Regions from separate parts of the Mus musculus genome. Here all the other regions are linked to region 2. A link is a contact called in public promoter capture Hi-C data. All regions are on one chromosome and are shown on one strand. The core of a region is the stretch at or near the end of the contact, and the rest is flanking DNA. Distances in the headings are between cores, read along the strand shown. Region 1 has its middle 20 kb from the start of Ifnl2. Region 2 holds the start of Fbxo27 (F-box protein 27). Region 3 holds the start of Gmfg (glia maturation factor, gamma).

Evidence for each region. Promoter capture Hi-C pulls out the DNA fragments that hold promoters and counts their contacts. Capture Hi-C pulls out chosen DNA fragments and counts their contacts.
Region 1: a promoter capture Hi-C map of epiblast stem cells shows a contact between it and region 2, with 4 times the contacts expected there. The contact joins the enhancer-like site here to the promoter of Fbxo27 in region 2. A contact is called at or near these places in 7 of 39 promoter capture datasets (the 3T3-L1 cell line, the C10 cell line, the HPC-7 cell line and 4 more), 1 of 115 datasets of contacts at active chromatin or transcription factors (forebrain) and 2 of 9 other capture datasets (embryonic stem cells and pancreatic islet).
Region 3: a promoter capture Hi-C map of adipose tissue shows a contact between it and region 2. The contact joins the promoter of Gmfg here to the promoter of Fbxo27 in region 2. A contact is called at or near these places in 4 of 39 promoter capture datasets (cranial neural crest, embryonic stem cells and neural stem cells), 1 of 15 datasets of contacts at CTCF or cohesin (the NIH/3T3 cell line), 2 of 484 Hi-C or Micro-C datasets (bone marrow-derived macrophages and embryonic stem cells), 17 of 115 datasets of contacts at active chromatin or transcription factors (the SCID.adh cell line, bone marrow-derived macrophages, effector CD8 T cells and 9 more) and 4 of 9 other capture datasets (adipose tissue, embryonic stem cells, liver and 1 more).

The regions. Positions count from the first base shown.
Region 1 is chr7:28,487,776-28,492,374 of GRCm38.p6, forward strand. No RefSeq gene overlaps it. Among named protein-coding and RNA genes, the nearest start is that of Ifnl2, 20 kb to the right of the region's middle. Within about 2 kb of position 2,801, at least 27 of the 459 cell types and tissues checked have an H3K27ac peak or open chromatin away from gene starts, as enhancers often do. A contact at or near this core is called in embryonic stem cells and epiblast stem cells, where this site is marked.
Region 2 is chr7:28,691,817-28,696,077 of GRCm38.p6, forward strand. Fbxo27 (F-box protein 27) reads left to right here and starts at 1,328. Exons shown (of 5, transcript NM_001163702.1): 1 at 1,328-1,834; 2 at 2,915-3,026; 3 at 3,190-3,285. The coding sequence starts at 1,480.
Region 3 is chr7:28,439,458-28,444,009 of GRCm38.p6, forward strand. Gmfg (glia maturation factor, gamma) reads left to right here and starts at 1,480. Exons shown (of 7, transcript NM_001039192.2): 1 at 1,480-1,584; 2 at 1,977-2,073; 3 at 2,212-2,261; 4 at 3,763-3,812. The coding sequence starts at 1,582.

The sequences.
Region 1 (4,599 bases), core at 1,551-4,050, 200 kb before region 2:
CGTACACTGCTAAATGTAGATCCTGCACAGGAGAGGAAAATCGTGATATTTGCCTTTGTGAGTCTGGTGTATTTCGTTTGACAGGAGACTTTCCAGTCGCATCCATTTTTCCAGCAAATGGCCCAGGTTCATCCTTCCTGAACAGTAACGTGAGTTTTAACCATTCCCTCTCCGCGGTGCAGCGATTCTCACTGCCTGGGTCGCCTGGGATCTTGTCCCACATGCATACTCTCTGATGAGCTCCAGAGTCAGTAGTTCTGGGGTCCGGTCCCCCAGTCCGTGCTCCAGGCATGCCTCCAGCCCATTCCGGGTTTCTGGAGAGTTTGGACTTGGCGATGGAGGAAGGCGGCTGCACCAGTCACGGCTCTGGGACGTCGCCCAGGTGTTCTTAGTCTAAGAGTTCCCCAGGGAACTGCCCGAGACTATTCTGCTGATGTAATTGCAGGGCAGGGTGAGGAGGGGAGGAGGCGGGGTGGAGAGATACCTGGTGGGTGGGGCCAGAGGATGACGGACAGAAGACTTGGTCGCAAAGAGAAACCCAGGAGCTTGGAATCCTGACTGGAAAATCCTCAGAACCTAGAGGATGGTGGGAGGAGAGGAAGTTGCCCTGACTCACCCCGAATTCTAGCGATGGCGAAGGCACACAGCAAGGAGGGAGATGTTTTTAAAGAAATTGGGGCACGGAGGAGGCCTTTCTTGGAATCTTAGGGGACACATGTAGGAGTTTTGGGGGGGTGCCAGAAGAAAGATGATGGGTTTGGATGACTTGTGCCACACCCCGTAATAAATAATGAGAGTCACTATGCTCCATGAAATGTTCCAGAAGCCGTTTTCTTTTTATTACCCGCCCCCTTAGGCTTTTTTTTTTTCTTTTTTCTTTTTCTTTTTCTTTTTTTTGAGACAGGGTCTCACAGGCTGGAACTCTCAAGCTGGCCTGGAACTCACAGAGATCCTCCTGCCTTTGTCTGAAGGTTAGGATTAACGGCCTATGACACTAACAGGCTCCCCTGCCCCCCCCCCCACTTTTATACAGGCTGGCCTTGAACTCTCTATGCACTCAAGGGTGACCTTAAACTCTCGATCCTTGGACCTCCACTTCTAGAGTGCTGGAATTGCAGGCATGAGCCACTTCACCCCCTCAAACCTAGGGCTTCCTGCATGCTAAGCAAGCACTCTATCCACTTCAGCCAAATCTTCAGCCTCTATAAGCATTTTATGCCTATGATTATGCAGACTCCTCAAGATAACCCGATACAGTGCTGTCTGTGTTGAAATGTCAGTGTAAACAGCAAGCCATCCTTACAGCTCCTACATACACACAAACACAGATCCACACCACACAGACACACAGGTACATACATAGACAGACAGACAGACAGACAGACACACACACACACACACACACACACTGGCATTCTGAGTTAGGATCTCATATAGCCTAGACTAGCCTCAAATCCACCATGTAGCTGAGGAGGACCTTGAACTCCTAGTATTCCTGCCTCCAATTTCCAAATGCTTGCCGGGTAATTCAGGCACTCCCACCATGCCCTGCTTAGAGTTTGTTTGAGACAGGGTTTTTCCTTGGGTATCATAGAACGCCTGATCCTCCTGCTTCACCCTCTTAATCTCTGGGATTACAGAGGTTCAGCATCACTGCAGAGACACCCCCCCCCCACACACACACACAACCTGATCTGTTGTGATGTGTGTGATTGAGTGCCCTGAGGTCACATGACTCTACAGAACTCCTTCACATTGGTTGAGTTGAGGTCACAGGACTGCAGAACTACTTCCCAGATGCCAGGGCCCTGGACTTCCAAGAGGAAAAATGGGTGTCATCAGAGTGCAACAGGTTATCCCTGTGGAGGGCAAATGTGTGGGTTTTCTTTTTTTTTTTTTTTTTAATGTAGAAATGGGTGATTTTTTTTTTTAAGATTTATTTATTTATTTTATTATATGTAAGTACACTGTAGCTGTCCTCAGACACTCCAGAAGAGGGAGTCAGATCTCGTTACGGATGGTTGTGAGCCACCATGTGGTTGCTGGGATTTGAACTCCTGACCTTCAGAAGAGCAGTCGGGTGCCCTTACCCACTGAGCCATCTCACCAGCCCAATGTGTGGGTTTTCAATGTGATACTTCTTGGTTCCATCAGGCTTGTATGGTAATTTATTACTTTTACCTGTTGAGCCATCTTGTTGGCCCTAGATATTCATTTATTTATTTAGTGTGTGTGTTCATGAAACCTTGGTTTCTGTCCTTCTCTTCTCTTCTCTTCTCTTCTCTTCTCTTCTCTTCTCTTCTCTTCTCTTCTCTTCTTTTCCTTTTTTAGCAAGAGTTCCTCGCTGGACTGCTATTAAACAAGTAGGCTAGGTTGGCTGGCCAGCAAGCCCCAGTTTATCTTCTTCTCTTCCCTAGCTTTTTTATGCCGGTGTTGAGGGTCTAACCCTTATTCAGCAAGCACTTTGCTGGCTGACCCATCTCCCCAGGCCTCTTCCTCCTTTGAGAGGTCTTATTCCTTATTTCATTACCTTCCTAACTTCTGTGTGCTGGAATTACTGATCCATTCTGCTATCATGGCTCAGAATCCTTGCTTCTCTGAATTCTCTCTCCCTCCCTTCCTCCCCTTCTTTCTCCCTCTCCCTCCCCCCCCCCCTTTGTTTACTCAGTGTAGTCCTGGCCGGCTGTTCCAGATCTCATTCTATAGATCAGGTTGGCCTCACTCGCTGCCTATGCCTCCCGAGTGCTGGGATTGAAAGCACGAGCCAATACTGTCCATCGCCTCTTGGTATTTTCAATCGATGATTGGTTGAGTCCACACCTATTAAAAGACACCCCGCCCCCTCTCTGTATTATTCTTTGTAGAGTAGAAACTTGGCCAACCTGGCCAGTAGAGGGTGCTACAGGGACACTGGCAGTAACGAAGGTGGCCGGTCAAGCAGTAAGGATTCTGGCCCTCTGGTTTCTTTAGGTGGCAGGACAGGGATACACTGAGATGAAGAAGGGGCAGCTGTCTTGGCCATGTCCCTGACGCCACACGCTTAGCTGGCTAGAGTGTCTCTAGATGTCTCTGTGAAGCTAGCCTAGTGATTGTTTTTAGGTCCTGTCCCAACTCCGAGGGGACATATGCTGAGGTGGAGGGCCGTGGCATGGGGGTGCGGTCGGGAGACTAAAGAAGCCTTCTTCCCACCCAGCTGCCTCAAGCTGCCCGTGCGCTGCCCGTGCGCTGCTGGAGGCTCCTGCCGAGGTCCTCCTGAACTTCACACAGTTAGCGGCACCCTGCTCTAGGCGCCCTCCCACCTGCCTTGCCTGTGGGCATCTAGGGATCCTTTTGTGTTACCAGTTGACTAGGAGAACTTTGCCCTGGTGGTGGCGCTCTGATATCCCATCAGGTTCTTTTTCTTTTTTCTTTTCTTTTCTTTTCTTTTTTTTTTTTTTTTTTATCCGAGACAGGGTTTCTCTGTGTTGCCCTGGCTGTCCGGGAACTCACTTTGTAGACCAGGCTGGCCTCGAACTCAGAAATCTGCCTGCTTCTGCCTCCCAAGTGCTGGGATTAAAGGCGTGTGCCACCATGCCTGGCTCTTTTTCTTTCTTTCTCTTTTGCTTGTTTGATTTTGTTTTGTTTTGTTTGTTTGTTTGTTTTGTTTTGAGACCGGCCTTCTCTGTGTACCCCCTTGGTGTTTCTTAATAATGCATTATATTACCTTCTTCTGTTTAGCAGAGCAGGTGGCCCCTGTGCCCCGCGTGTACTTAGATCCATTTAGCTATTGGTACATGCCGTATAGACACACAAAAAGCACATGGTCTGTACCCTCTATGTCAGCCAGTCTCCTGTGGCTATAACACAAAGCTGAAGACTGGGTACTTGATAAAGAAAAAAGGTTTACTTTGCCTATATTCCTAAAGGCTAAAAGGCCAACATTCGGGCGTGCTATGTGTTTGGCCTCTGTTGCAGATCCCCTTGGCGGTATCACAACAGGGCAAAGAAATGGAAAGAGAAACAGCCTCTTAGGAACAGCTTAATGCACAGGGAAGCTTGCTTCCCAGCAGCACGCTCCTGGAGAACAAACACATCCCGGAGACCAGCATTGTTTCTTACTAGGCCCAACCGGACACACGTTTTACTGTGTGTGTCTTCTTGTCTATCCACCCCTCCCCCACTAGACTGTGGGCTGCAAGGGACCCACACCAAGTAGGTCCATGTTAAATTCCCAGGCCTAAAGTCGTGCTTAGCACATAATGATTGCTTAATATAGGTGCTTTTACTCCTAATTAAAATTTGAGTGTAGCAGAAACTTCCTTCCTGATTTTCTTGTTGGTTTATGTTTATGTTTATGTATGTATGATGTATGTGTGACATATGTGCAGGTGCCTGGACACATGTGCACGATCATTGGAATCCAAAGGAAGGCACTAAGTGTCCTCTGCTCTCAGTCTGTGCCTTATTTCTTTGACACAGGGTCATTGGACCCAGAGTGTTGATGTGCTCGGCTGGTATCCAGCAAGCTACTGTTGCCTGTCTTTATTACCCTACACCCAAGCCAGCATTGACGTTCTTTGTCTTTTAGGTGGATCCTGGGAATCTGGATTCAGATCCTAG
Region 2 (4,261 bases), core at 78-2,577:
GAATCCTGAAAATACCTCCTCTGACCTCCCCAGATACCAGGCACAAACATGGTGGAGACATAAATGCGGGCAAACCTCCATACACATAAAACTATTTTTTTTTTTTCGAGACAGGGTTTCTCTTTTAGCCCTGGCTGTCCTGGAATTCACTCTGGAGACCGGGTTGGCCTCAAACTCATAAATCCACCTGCCTCTGCCTCCCAAGTGCTGGGATTAAAGGCATGCGCCACCACTGCCCGACAGAGCTGGTCATAGTAATACATGTCTTTAGTCCCAGCACTCAGGAGGCAGAGGCAGGCAGGTCTCTCAGTTTGCGTACACAGTGAGTTCCAGGCTAGCCAGCCCTACAAAGTGAGACCCTGTCAAAAAAAAAAAAAAAAAAATCTGGAGCTAGACCCACTCACTAACACTACTAGTCACTTAGGAAGGTCACGGCCTCTAAGAGCCTCGGTTCCTTTTCTGTGTTAAGATGTTCGGGGAGCTGACGAGATGGCTCATTTCAAAGGTCCTGAGTTCAAATCCCAGCAACCACATGGTGGCTCACAACCATCCAGAATGAGATCCGATGCCCTCTTATGGTGTGTCTGAAGACAGCTACAGTATACTTATGTATAATAATAAATCTTTGGGTTGGAGCAAGCAGAGACTCAGCAGGTCGATCAGATCGAGCAGAACCTACCAGAGCAAGCAAGGCTGACCGGGGCAAGCAGAAGTTCTAAAAGTTCAGTTCCGGACAACCACATAAAGGCTCACAACCATCTGTACAGCTACAGTGTACTCACATACATAAGATAAATCTCTTTTTAAAATGTGCTAAGTTGCCGAAGTTCGAAACTGTAAGCTTCAGCTGATGCTTTCGATTAGCGGGGTCATTGTTGTCCTCTAGAGCCTGCTTTTTCTTGTAAATCGCGGATGACTGGATGATTGTCTGGGATTAAGGTCACGGACTGCACAAGGCGTTTAGGGGTGGAGCCTTCCACTTGGATGCCTACCCGAAATAATAGTTGTTACCAGATGCCAGGCGTCCACTGCGGATTTAGGGTCACTCCAAGTGTTGGATTGGTTGCTGAACCGCTAGGACTGTGCCAGAGCCCTGGCCTAATCTGTGTCCTCAGGTGGATTCCTAAACTGTCCACCAGTCCTAAGCCGGAAGGAGGTGGGGTCTGGATCCACAGGGCTGGACATTCGGCGAATCTCAGAGAGGTTTCGCCTGGGAAGGATAGTATTAGGCAAAGCTATAGCTATGCGGTCCTCCAGGCCGCGAAGGGGAGCTGGCAGGGGTGCCGGTGAGCACCAGCGGGCTGGGAGGAGGGTAGGCTTTGGGGACAGAGAGGCGGTAAGGGACGTGGGAGACAGTGGATGGCTTCGGGGATGTTAGTCTCGGGGTGGACGGCTGCAAAGCCTGGCAGCAGAGGCTGCTAATCACTAACATCTAACCCCTCTTCTCCTGCAGTCCCAGCCAAGCGGGGCGCGGGGACCATGGGTGCCTGGATATCCAGGACCCGGGTCCCGACGCCGGAGCCCGACCCCCAGGAGGTCCTGGACCTGAGCCGTCTGCCCCCGGAGCTGCTCCTGCTGGTACTGAGCCACGTGCCCCCGCGCACGCTGCTGATGCACTGCCGCCGAGTGTGCCGCGCCTGGCGCGCCCTGGTAGATGGCCAGGCCCTATGGTTGCTGCTGCTGGCCCGTGACCACAGCGCAGCGGGCCGCGCCCTGCTGACACTAGCCCGCCGCTGTCTGCCCCCTGCCCACGAAGACACGCCCTGCCCGCTGGGCCAATTCTGCGCACTGAGACCGCTAGGACGCAACCTCATCAGCAACCCCTGTGGCCAAGGTGAGGCGCTGAGAAGGCGGGGCCTAGAGGAAGCCTAGGGGCGGGACCAAGAGAGAACTGTAGCACAAAGGGCGGGGCCCCAAGAATGCTAATGGACAGAGCCAAGAAGGAATCCCCCGGAAGGTATTAAGGGCGGGGTCACGGGATATTTGTAGGCTGTGAGACCAGAAGGAAACCAGTGAGAGGATAGGGCGGAGTCACAAGGTATGAAATGGGCGGGGCCTAGAGTTAAACCAAGAGGCAGGTCTACAGATGTAGCAGAGGGAGGGGCTAGAAGTGGGGTCACACTTGACCCAGTTAGAGTAGCTGGAATCACCTGACCTACATAAGAGAGCGGTAGAGGGGACCAAACAGCATATCTTCTATCTGAGAGACAGGATGCACAGAGAGGCACCAAGAGCAATTAAAATCAACACATAAATATCTTTTGTTTCATTGGCTTTTACATTTTAACAATTTATTTTCGTCCCTGCGCCTGGAGTTTCAGGAGACTAAGCCTCATGGCTTGGGAGCTGGGAACTGACCCCAGGTCCTCTAGAAGAGCAGTTACAAATTTTTAAATTTTGTTAGTATATTTTGTTTTTGTTGTTGTTTTGCTTTTTGTTTTTGCGGGTTGGAAAGATAGCTCAGCGGCTAAGAGCTGCTCCTCCAAAGGACCTAAGCTCAGTTCCAAACACTCAAGTGGAGACTCACAACCATCTGTAACTCAAGTCTCAGGGAGACCACCCTTTCTTCTGGCCTCTGGAGAGAGGGCATATATACATAGTCTGCAGACATAAACTTTTAATTTTTTAAAATTATTTTGGTGTGTTGTTAAAAGGCTCAAGTCTCGCGTACAGGTGGTAGGTGCTCAGCGGCCAACTTTGTATCCACAGTTCTCTCCTTGTATTTCTGCGTGAAGTCTGATGATTAATTAGGCTAAAGTTTTCCCACTGAGCCGTCCTTCCTGCCTGCTCAGGTTTCCGATTCTTTTCAAACCTGAGGGGTGGAGGAGGGGCGGCGCAGCTTCAATTCGACCACATTCCTAAAGCCTTTGCGTCCCTGGTACTGCGATTGCCTCTACTGTTTTTTTCTCTACAGAAGGCCTGCGCAAATGGATGGTGCGGCACGGTGGGGATGGATGGGTGGTGGAGAAGAACAGGAAACCTGTACCTGGGGCCCCTTCACAGACCTGCTTCGTGACTTCCTTCAGGTGAAAACCCTCCCCGCCCCCCCCCCCCGTGTTCCCCGCCCCCCCCGTGTCGTCGTCGTCCCCCGTTCCCCCCCCCCCGTCCCCCCCTCACCCTGGGTCAGAGACCTTGAAGAAAGACCTGCGGGTTCTCACGGACCAGCCAACCGCTGTCTCACCTTCCTAGCTGGTGTCGCAAGAAGCAGGTCGTGGACCTGGTGGAGAAGGGTCTGTGGCCAGAGCTGCTGGACAGTGGTGGTGTGGAGATTGCTGTCTCTGACTGGTGAGTCTGGGCACAGGAAAAGCCCGTTAGTAAGCACTGGGGCCCACGGCACACACTTGTAATCCCAGCACTTGGGATGCTGAAGCAAAAGGATGTCATAGGTGAGCTCAAAGCCAGTGAGTGCTCCATGGAGTCAGGCTGCCTGTATCCAGATGTCTGTAAGAGTGTCCGTTCTCTGTACAGAGTCTTTATTGGAGCTTCCTGGATTGACTAACCAATTAGCTGCTTGCCCCTGTGGTTAACCACAGCCTCTAGGCCAACTGACATTAACTCACAACCCTAAATTACACTATGGCTTTTTCTAAAGTGACCAAATTTGACCTATGCCTGTCTGTGGACCTGGCCATGTAAGACCCCCAATGCTGGGCCTCTGCTCAAGTCCCGGGATGAGCTGGCCAACACCCCAACATCCTGAGAGAAAACCACACCTGATGCAAACTGCAAGAGGTTTTATTATCAGCTAGCTGAGGACGAAGTCCCTCTGCCATGCAGGGCAGGGGAGTTCGACACCCCCCCCTCCAGCGGTGACAGTAGGGGCTTTTAACAGCTAGCTGAGGAGTTGGGAGGAGTTGGGAAGAGAGCTCTTCTCTTCCGGGTGTCCTTGGTGAAATTTACAAGGCAGGAGTGGGGAGTGAGTTCTTTCTGAATTTTTATCTCCGTGTCCTCGGCACAGGAAGGCAGGCATCTCTGGTTGTACAGTATAGAAACAAAAAGGCTTTTTGCTGGCTATAGAGAACAAAGAGCTTCTTTCTGGCTGTATTTTTAGAGATCGGGGAAAACAAGCTTGGGGAACATCCAGGGGCTTTACCTTCCAGGGAGAAACGCTCTAAGTCGGGGTCTCACAGCCAGACCTTGTCCTTCATCAGTATGGTAGACTATTTGGTATGACTTGGGTCTCCAAAAAAGACACTCCTGGCAGGCATGGGTTTGCAAGGGCCAGAGATCCTTTGAGTGCATTTTACTGGGGCAGAGACAA
Region 3 (4,552 bases), core at 230-2,729, 250 kb before region 2:
TGAGCCACCTCACCGGCCCTATTTTGGTCTTTTGGTATGCAGTGTCTCTGTGTAACACTGGCTCTTCTGGAGTTCACTGTTGTCACCTAGGTTGGCCTCAGACTTGGCAATCCTGACTGCTGGAAGATATCTATATCTATCAATGTATATTATGTATTATGTTATATAATTAATAAACATTGCAATTATATTTAAATTGGGGGCTGGAGAGATGGCTCAGCAGTTAAGAGCACTGACTGCTCTTTCAGAGGTCCTGAGTTCAATTCCCAGCAACCACATGGTGGCTCACAGCCACCTATAATAAGATCTGATGCCCTCTTCTGGTGTGTTTGAAGACAGCTACAGTATACTCACATAAATAAAATAAATTTTAAAAATTTAAAAATTAAAAAAAAATTATATTTGAATTGTATAGATTTAATTAAATATATTTAGTTATATATTTATAATTATATTATATACACATATATAATAGTATATAGATGTATATATAAACATACATATTACATATATATACTTATTACATATACATACTTATTACACACACATGTATTACACACACATATATATATACATATAATAAGCTGTAACTGTTTGGGCCTTTTCTATGCCTACCCTTGCTCCCAAATAACACAGAGACCATTATATTTATTTAATAGCTTTGGCCTTAAGCTAGGCGTGTTCCCAAATAGCTTGTAACTCAATTATTCCATTTATACTAATCTAAGTTCTGCTATGTGACTTGTTACCTCTCCTCGGTTTCATACAGTCCATTTCCTCCATGTCTACCACGATTGATTCTTTTCCAGAGTTGCTTTCTCTGTCCAGAAGTCCCACCTTGCTCTTCTGCCTTTTGCTATAGGCCATAGGCTTTTTATTTTAACCTATCAGAGGACACCTGAGGTAGGCAAGGAAGGACAGAGACACATCTTGACACAGTATACAAAAACATCACTCCAACAATAGGCCACCATTTTCATGGTAGCATTTATTAATTTTTGAGACAGGGTTTCTCTATGTAGCCTGTCACTGCTCTAGAGGCAGTGGGACCTGGGAGAATGGAGTTAGTAGAATGGTTGAATTTAGCAGTGGGTGACAGCAAACTTTAATCCCAGCACTTGGGAGACAGAGACGGGCTGATCTTTGAGTTCAACGCCAGCCTGGTCTATAAGAGAGGACCTATACAGAGAGACCCTGTCTTGAAAAAACAAGAAAATAAAGAATAAACGTGTTTTCCACAGTACCAGACTTATTTCCTCTTTTTAGGCATCTCTATCTGGGAGATAGGTGAAGTTTTTTTCTCTTCACAGCAATCCCAGACCAGAGTTGCAAATTTAACTAGGGCCACAGTGAGGCAGTATTCGAACCCCCATCTTAGTGACTGAAAAGCCTCACAGGTTCTGACAGATGCAGGGAAGGAAGGAAGGGGAGGAGCCCTTTGTGACAGTTGTCCTAGGCTAGGCATAAACAGGATGTGGTGTTAGAGGAAAGCTTCCCCCTTTCATAGCCCATCCCTCTCAGCCTGGGGTCCCCACCCCTAGAAGACAGAGGAACTGAGAAGAGGCCTAAGGACAGAAAAACATGGTCAGAGGGCCTGGGTGACAAGGAAGGGTGAGGGGGCCGAGTTCAGGGTGACCTGGATGGAGGTCAGATGGGGGATGAAGGTCACAGGCAGGAAGGGAAGGGACCCAGTCTTGACAAAGCTTGGTCGTAGAGGTAGAGGCCTCAGGCAAGCAGATGCTTAGGTCTTTTGGAGTAATCCAAGGGAATCCTCCAGGAAGGTGGTACCTGGCCCCTGTGTGTCCCTCGGAGCTGAACTGTGTGTCTTAGTAACTGCCTCCCTATCCAGGTGTTTGCCAAAGGCCACTCATCTAGGCTAGTTTCAGCGTCTTCATTGACTTACGAAGATACTTGGGTCAGGAAAGGGGCCAGGTTAGAAGCTAAGCCGGCTCAGCTCTTCCCTGTCCCATTGGCAGTCGGACTCCCTGGTGGTGTGTGAAGTGGACCCGGAGCTAAAGGAAACATTGAGGAAATTTCGTTTCCGAAAAGAGACCAACAATGCCGCCATCATAAGTCAGTGACCTCTGCCCTCTCAAGGGTGGCACGGGGGGGGGGGCTGTCGGGGGGGGGGGAACAGCAAGGCAGGGAAGTCTGGGCTGGTGTCCCCTGGAATGGCGAGGGGTCTGTAATCTGTGTTCTATCCCTCCCCAGTGAAAGTGGACAAAGACCGGCAGATGGTGGTGCTGGAGGATGAACTCCAGGTGAGGGGCTGGGATTCTGGACATTCCAAATACAGGAAGATGTCTGGGGACAAAGTTGGGAGGGTGCGCCAGGGTTGGATCAGCTACCTCATAAACAGGGCACCGTGACACATGCTTTTCTAATGCTGGCACTCTAAGGGTGCAGAGAGAGGGACCAGGATTCAAGGTCATTCTTGGCTACAGTGTTAAGTTGGAGGCTAGCCTGGACTACACAAGACCCTGTATCAAAAAGCCAAATAAGGCTGGGTGTGGTGGCACTGACTTTTAATACCCCAATGCAAGAGATAGAAGCAGGCAGATTTCTCTGTGTGCTTGAGGCCAGCCTGGTCTACAGAGTGAGTTCGAGGGCAAAAAAAAGCCAGGTGCTTCAGTTAGGGTCACTATTGCTGTGATGAACCACTACGACCAAAAGCAAGTTAGGAAGAGAAGGGTTTATTTGGCTTACATAGCCTGAATCACAATCCACTGAGGAAAGTCAGGGCAGGAACTCAAACGTGACTGGCACCTGGAGGCAGGAGCTGATGCAGAGGCCATGGAAGAGTGCTGCTCACAGGCCTCTCGTGGCGTGGTCAAACTATTTTCTTATAGTACCCGGGGCCACCAGCCCAGGAGTGGTATACCCACAATGGAGCTATGTTCCTATATCACTAAAGAAAGTGCCCTATAAGCCGGGCGTGGTGGCGCATGCCTTTAATCCCAGCACTCGGGAGGCAGAGGCAGGCGGATTTCTGAGTTCGAGGCCAGCCTGGTCTACAGAGTGAGTTCCAGGACAGCCAGGGCTATACAGAGAAACCCTGTCTCAAAAAAACCAAAAAAAAAAAAAAAAAAAAAAAAAAAGTGCCCTATAGACTTGACCTAAATCTGATCTAATGGAGGCAATTTCTCAATAGCGGTTCTCTCCCCTTGAATGACTATAGCTTGTGTCAAGTTGACACAAACTAGCCAGCACAGGAGTTAAATAAAAAGAAAAGGTTGGGAGGACAACTGTACAGAGCTCTTGCCTGTAGAGCCAGGTCCTAGAGCTTAAAAAAAAAAAAAAAAGTTTTCATTTTAGATAAGGTAGCCCAAAGCCACTAGCAACCCTATATAACTGGATAAACCTCCCACTGTGGCTTTGCCGTCTGCAACAGCCTTCCTTCCTTCCTGCTGGAGCTAAGTCTGTTTGGCAGAGAAGGGTATTGACCAGGAAGAGCTAAGCTCCCTTAGGCCCCCTAAAAGGAAGTATACTAAAGCGGTTACCATGGGAATGCAGATTCAAATCGGAACTCTGGCATTTACTATCTTGTGCAATGTGGGGCAAGTCCCTTGACACTGCCGGACCTCAGTTTCTGTAGCTGTCAAAGTGGGCATAATAAGACCTTCCCATAAGGGTTCTGAGAAATCTCAATGAGTCCACATGCACTTCTTCTTAGCAAAATGTCTCTGCATGTTTTTAAGTGATCATTTAATAAACCAAATGACAGTCATTTGTTTGTTCCCTGTCTCTTTCTCTCTGCCTCAGAACATCTCCCCAGAAGAACTTAAGTTGGAATTGCCAGAGAGACAGCCCAGGTATATGGGGGGAAGGGGTAGAGTGGGGGAATATGGGTAGGGGGTGACAGACCTATAAACTGGGGGACTGTTGGGCTCTAGTTCTCTTTATGGGCTCAAGATCTCTGTGTTTGAAGCCAAGAAGTCATAGTCTAGAAACTTTTGTTGATATAATATTATTTTATTGCAGAATTTTCACTAGTATGTTAAAGAGCCATTTATTTGTTTTATGTCCGTGAGTATTTTGCCTGCAGCTATGACTATGTACCACATACGTGCCTGGTGCCTGCATAGGTCAGAAGACATCATAGATCTCCTGTGACTGGAGTACTAAGCTACCACATACGTGCCTGGTGCCTGCATAGGTCAGAAGACATCATAGATCTCCTGTGACTGGAGTACTAAGCTACCACGTGGGGCTTGGGAATGGATCCTAGGTCCTCTGCAAGAGCAGCAAGGGCTTCTAAAAACTGAGACATCTTTTCACCTCTTATACCAATAATTTTTTAAGGGGTAGACAAATCAGGAGAGCATTTTAAAAAATTTAAGGACAGGTGGTGGTAGCATGCACCTTTAATCCCAGCACTTGGGAGGCAGAGGCAGTTGGATCTCTGTGAGTTCGAGGCCAGCCTAGTCTACAAAGACAGTTCCAGGGCAACCAAGATAGTGAGCTCCTGTCTCAAAAAAGGTTTTTTTTTTTTTTTTTAATTTATGAGTATGCATGTTTTCATGCATGTCTATGCACTTCATGTCCATAGAAA